Linked DNA regions of Mus musculus: region 2 is linked to region 1. Evidence: chromatin contacts called from public Hi-C data. All regions are on one chromosome and are shown on one strand. Each heading gives the region's core, a stretch centred on a gene start, on an enhancer-like site or on the middle of the called end of the contact. The rest is flanking DNA. Distances are from core to core; before and after follow the strand shown.

The links. A called contact is a pair of places that touch in the nucleus more often than the background predicts.
Region 2: a Hi-C map of the G1E-ER4 cell line shows a contact between it and region 1, with 2.5 times the contacts expected there. The contact joins two enhancer-like sites. A contact is called at or near these places in 4 of 39 promoter capture datasets (the C10 cell line, the HPC-7 cell line and frontonasal cranial neural crest), 19 of 484 Hi-C or Micro-C datasets (the 63-12 cell line, the AML12 cell line, B cells and 15 more), 15 of 115 datasets of contacts at active chromatin or transcription factors (the 230-238 cell line, the HPC-7 cell line, the SCID.adh cell line and 8 more) and 4 of 9 other capture datasets (adipose tissue, embryonic stem cells, liver and 1 more).

Annotation. Positions count from the first base shown.
Region 1 is chr14:26,514,455-26,517,558 of GRCm38.p6, reverse strand. The region is part of intron 1 of Slmap (sarcolemma associated protein); the gene reads left to right. It also overlaps the pseudogene Gm2178. Among named protein-coding and RNA genes, the nearest start is that of Gm24031, 18 kb to the right of the region's middle. Within about 2 kb of position 1,603, at least 72 of the 459 cell types and tissues checked have an H3K27ac peak or open chromatin away from gene starts, as enhancers often do. A contact at or near this core is called in the G1E-ER4 cell line, where this site is marked.
Region 2 is chr14:26,594,473-26,597,576 of GRCm38.p6, reverse strand. All of the region lies in intron 3 of Dennd6a (DENN/MADD domain containing 6A), which reads right to left. Among named protein-coding and RNA genes, the nearest start is that of Dennd6a, 16 kb to the right of the region's middle. Within about 2 kb of position 1,591, at least 17 of the 459 cell types and tissues checked have an H3K27ac peak or open chromatin away from gene starts, as enhancers often do. A contact at or near this core is called in the G1E-ER4 cell line, where this site is marked.

The sequences.
Region 1 (3,104 bases), core at 354-2,853:
TCTACAGTATTTATGAGTGTGTTTACTTGGTTTCCTGATTCCATTGTTTTTAGCATCATGGAACCAAGACATGGTAAGAAAAGCTACTCTGTTTGCCTCAGGTCAACTAGGAAACAGGACATTAGAGGAAGAGGCTGTGTGCAAGATATACCCCTTAAAAGCTGACCTCCAGTAACCCACTTCTTCCAGTGAGGCCCAGTTTCCACCATCTTCTCATAAAAATCTTTTAATGGATTAATCTTTTGATTGTCAAAGCCCTCATGACTTATCATTTTCCCCAAATCTTACCTAGGAAGATTGCGTGAGACCCATTCTTTAACACATGAGTGTGAGGTTTAATTCCACATTCATGTTATACCAGAGCTGTCTTCTCAGTGACTTAAGGGATGTTCAAAGTAATAGATTTGGAGGCTCAGTGAGTTGGTGAGTGTGTAATTACTCTGAAATGCTTGATTGAGGGGTGTAGAGTATAATTAAGCATTTTGCTTTTAAAGCCTGTGTATTATACTTGTTGATAACTTGTTTGTTCTTAGTTTTAATTGTTGCTACTTTCATGAAGTCTCTGTTAATTGTCCATATACAGGAGTGTCTGGCGTGAGGAATGCCATACAGTTCAGGTATTCCTTCATAGGCTTACTTGTTAGTTGAAATCCTGAGTTAACTACATACTGTGCTAATGGATTGTGACTCAATCATTATGTATATTGGAATTTTGAGCTTTATAATACAGCATGAATTAGAAATTCAGTAGCCATAGCTGTTCTCGTAATTTTTTTTTAATTTTTAGATTTGTTTTTTTTCATTTTTAATTTTTAAAAATTTCATTAGGTGTTTTTTTCATTTACATTTCCAATTCTATCCCAAAAGTACCCCCTCCCCTCCCCTCCCACTCCCACTTCTTGGCCCTGGCTTTCCCCTGTACTGGGGCATATAAAGTTTGCCTGTCCAAAGGGCCTCTCTTTCCAGTGATGGCCGACTAGGCCATCTTTTGATACATATGCAGCTAGAGACATGAGCTCTGGGGTACTGGTTAGTTCATATTGTTGTTCCACCTATAGGGTTGCAGTTCCCTTTAGCTCCTTGGGTAATTTCTCTAGCTCCTCCACTGGGGGCCCTATGATCCATCCAATAGCTGACTGTGATCATCCACTTCTGTGTTTGCTAGGCCCCGGCATAGTCTCACAAGAGACAGCTATATCAGGGTCCTTTCAGCAAAATCTTGCTATGTAATTTTTTTTTTAATGTTCTGAGTTTTGAAAAGTTTGGAACTTAACTTTGTATTACTATTGAGAGAAAAAAATTGTTTGAGAAGACTTTGAATATAAGTGTGTATGTAACTACTGTGTGTGAAGTCTGTGGAGAAAGGCTTTCTGAGAGCTGAATTGTGTCAGCTTTTACTCTGCATTTGGCCAGTAATAAAAGTTTAGCTTAATCTTGAGCGTGTGAACTTTTCATTCAGCTTTCCCAGGCGTTGGGCTCGCAGGCGTGCACTTCATCTGCAGCCCAGAGCTGGGACTCTGGTGAGCTTTAGCTCTTTCTTTGCACAATGTTTATCTATTGTAAACTGTGGATGTCAAAACCCACAATCCGCACTGTCACTTCCTTTGGACAGTGCAGTTCTGCTAACATGGCTTCCACGAAACCGACTTTCTGAGTCTTGAAAACATACTGAGAGTGCCCTCCGAAAGTTAAGGTTTGATACATTTCCTGAATTACGACTACTTTTTAAGGTTTATTTTAGTGTTTTCAATATAATTTTCAAAACCCTGTTAAATGAACCTCTATTATTGTTACCAGAAAACTCCAAACGTTCTTTAAGCCTTTTGGCATGTCATTTAAACTGCTCAGATTACATCCTCAGAAGATTATAATTTTATTGTGTAGCAAAGGTTTCATAATTTATATCCTTTACTGAATTTAAAATTAATTAATTCGACATCATCTAATTTCAAATTTTGCTTTACATATTAGATTCAGATAATGATTATGGAAGCATTCTGATAGGAGAAATACAGAGGATAGTTTGTGGTTGCCTTTTTGCTGTGTTCAGAATCGTCTCGCAGCTTGAGCTTCTTTAACTGCGTTGCTTCAGCTATCTTGTTTCAGAAGAAAAGTGAGGTGAACTAACTAGTGATGCCTATAGTTACTCTAAACAGCACTTGGCTTTAACGAGCAAAAATTTATAGTAATTATGCTAATCAAATATTTAAAAAGCGGCACTCTTAGTGATGTTAACAAGTGTTTTGATTTTACTGGTTTCTTTATACTTTTCATATGTGATAATGCTTCAGTGTAAAAATGTCATTTTCTTCTCTGTGAAAGTTATGTACATGAGCTGAATCAGTCAGTAAGAAATGGTCCTTACTTTGTTTTAGTTGTCTTTATGCTGTTTTCTTTTTGATTGGCTTGAATTTAGGTTGGGAGGTTGTCTTGTTGATACATGGGTGTATGTATGTATGTATGTATGTATGTATATATTTTAAGTTTAGTTAATATTGAATAGATCATAACAGCTTATTGTTCTAAGTTTGGTTAATACTTAATTTTTTTTACAGTTTGATTTTCCATTTCTTCCTTAGACTTCTTAGATAATTGTGTCTGTTCTGATTTTCTTTTTTCTGTTTTTGTAATTACTTAAAGCTGCATGTTTATTTTGCTTTCTGACTCTGTGCTTGTACCTTCAACACGTTGACAATGATTTTCTGCTCCTCAATAAAGAAAGCCTGCTTGATCCTGTCACAGACACACTTGGCACACATGGAGCAGCTATAGGCCCTGCTTACCTGCATCTTTGTCTTAGACAAGCGCATAAGGACTACCCTGGCTCTCACAGCAGGCAACCCTTGCAGTCTGAGTGGGCACACGCCACATGCAGATTTAGGTGCTTTCCCAACCTTCTTGGTATAAAGGTAAACAATCCTGTTGTCAGGGGTTCGAGACAGCCTCGTTTTGTTAGAGGCTGTATTGTAGGAAAGCCTTTGACAGTATGTCAACCGCTGGACCATACTGAGTGCCTCTAAGCACTATCCCTGGAAGAGGAAGAACCTGTTTTGTTTTTTCTTAAACCATATTTTTTGTTTTTTGTATTGTATATTCCTTAAGTG
Region 2 (3,104 bases), core at 342-2,841, 80 kb before region 1:
TAGCTTACTAAAACATGCAAGCTGGTAAAACAGCTAATCCGGGTAAAAGTGTTCTCTACTCAAATCTGATGAACTGAGTTCAACTCCCAGAACCGGTAGATGAAACAGAAAACTGACACCTGACACTTGTCCTCTGGCCTCCACACATGCATGGCAGCACACTGGCACATGTGCACCAACAGCTATATCAGGGTCCTTTCAGCAAACGCTTGCTAGTGTATGCAATGGTCAGCGAATCTTCTTATACCAAAACAGTCACTCAAAGAGTAAAGAAAAAAAGATTATTTTTCTTGATGACACAGACAACTGTAAAAGACTATTTCTAGCCGGGCAGTGGTGGTGCACACCTTTAATCCCAGCACTTGGGAGGCAGAGGCAGGCTGATTTCTGAGTTCAAGGCCAACCTGGTCTACAGAGTGAGTTCCAGGACAGCCAAGGCTGTACAGAAAAAACTCTGTCTCGAAACAACAACAAAAGACTATTTCTACATTATCACAAACATGGGTATGGTGTGGCTCAGAATACATGTGACTATGATAAAACTTCAAGACTAGCCCTCTGCAAAGCATACTGGTACATGCTTGTAACCCCAGAACTAGGAAGATGGAAAGAATATCACCAAGTCTCCAAGCGAGTCTGATGACCATCACAACAACAGCAACCAAAAAGCAAAGCATGAAGGCTCTACTCTGCATCCTTCCAATCTCTGCACTCACCCCCCTTGCTGTGACTACTGTGGCTAAGATGGAGTTGCTCAGAGAGAGTACTTTAGGTCAGATCTTCTAAGGTGCAGAAGTACAGACACATACAAGTACAAACGTAAGGAAGTGCACAGTGCAGAAGTTCAGAAATATGGAAATGTACAAGTGTAGAAGTGTGCAAGGGAGAGTATAGAAATGTAGCACTGGCAAGGCAGTGTATACGTGTCTTACTGTAGCTTCTGCAATAACACCAGTTCATAAACTGGCTACTGGTGTGTGAACAAATAAATATCTAAGTTGAATACGCTGAAAAGCTTTTCTGGCAACCTGATATTAGTGTCATAAATTTATAGTTTTGTTTTACTAATATTTTTTAAATTTCATTTTTTTTCTAATATTTTCTTTAGCATCTATTTTACAAAAGTATTGGTCCATACAGACAGTTAAAAAACAAAAACATGCGCTTCAGCACAGGTAATTTAAGGAGTATACAGTATATTACAATGTCCTTGCTGTTTGACACAAATATTGTCTGCAAGCCAAGTCTACCCACAAGGCCTGTTCTTCCTTGAATTACTGCTACTTAAAATTCTCTGCACTGAGCCTGTGTCTTCTCCCTTGACATATTTAAGATAGAAGATTATTGTCCTTCAGTACCCAACATAGCTTAGGCTGAAGGAACACCTACATTCAGTTGGTGATAACGGTAAATAATGAGGGAAAAGTCTGGCTGTGTGGCTGATAAGAACACACTCTAAATTCATATTCAGAAAAAAAATGCATGAAACAGAAACAAGGACCAGCCCAAGTTTTCTTCTAAATTCATGAAGATCTAGGGTGTGTACAAGCAGAGGATTGTAGACCGGCAAACTATTTCACTGTGAATTGTAAAAAACATTTTCTTCTGTTTAGTTTTCAAACAGTCTAGAATGATATCTACTTTGTATGTGTGTGTGGGGGTGGGGAACGTAACACGGGAAGGAAGCCCTAATTTATGACTCTTTCCTAAAGTCTGCTCTGCTGTGCCACGATTTCCTTTCACAGCAATAAAAGCTATTTTGGAAATTTTAAGTCAAAGTTGGCAGAGTAATTATAACTTCCATTTGGAGGATAAAGAGGAAAAACAGTGGTTTGGATAGCACCAGAGCTCTGAAATGCTCTCCAAATCATGCTCATCTGCTAGACCATCAAGGTCTGCTTTTCAAGATCTTTTGTCAATTTTACTAGTCCCAACCAGGTTTTGGGTAAAATGAATTATAATTCATTTATAGTCAGTTTATTAAAAAGACACTTTTTAAAAAATCTGTAGGTCATTCATATGCCTAAAATATTAGAATTTTTATTTCTATAGATTTATGTTGGGAATTGGTTCTAACGCTTTGTCTTATTTCAGCTCCCAAAAAGCTGCACGTCCAGACCTGAGGGTCCCTGCCCCAAGCTGGGTTTGGCTGATAATAAAGAACTGCCATACAGCCAATGGCTGGGCAGTAAGACAAGGGGCTGGGAGAGAGAGACAGAGAACCACCAGGACTTGGAGGGAGAAGGATCCGATGTCAGAGCTGCAGGAAAGAAAGCAACCAGCCAAGTAAGAATTCGGGAAAATGGGGGCTGGTGAGATGACTCAGCGGTTAAGAGCGCCTACTGCTCTTCCAAAGGTCTTGAGTTCAAATCCCAGCAACCACATGGTGGCTCACAACGAAATCTGATGCCCTCTTCTGGAGTGTCTGAAGACAGCTACAGTGTACTTACATATAATAAATAAATAAATAAATAAATATTTAAAAAAAAAAAAAAAGAATTTGGGAAAACGGCCTAGTGACCACTTCCCTGATTGGGTCTGGGGTAGCAGAGATGAAACGCTGAGTCAGGAAAGTTGGAGGGAGAATGTATGCTAACAGCAGAGGATTAGAAAGGCCCAGCCTTTGAGCTAGTCAAGGCATATCAAAATTAGCTGGTGTGTATGTGTCTTTCATTCACATATCCAGAGAGCTCTTGGGTTCTCCTGCACTTGTGACCCACCAAGATACAAAGCAGTTTCACTAATTCACTGTTACAGATTTACTTTTGAGTTTAAATGTATAAAAACAAAATGACCTACACAAATACTATTAAATAATTTATTAAAAAGGCTATCAAGTGCCAGATGTAGGTCATTAATTCCAGCACTTAGGAGGCAGAGGCAAAAGGATCTCTGGGAGTTCAAGGCCAGCCTGGTCTACATAGTGAGTTCCAAGATAGCCAGGGATATGTAGTTCAAACCCTATCTCTACATAAACAAACAAATACCCAAAACCCTCCAAACCCAAACCAAACCAACAAAACAAACAAACAAAAAGGCTCTCAGGTAGTTCAGTGTTAAAGAGTTCTTTCCTGGCGTGCTAAAGGTCAAAGTTTTAGTTCCCA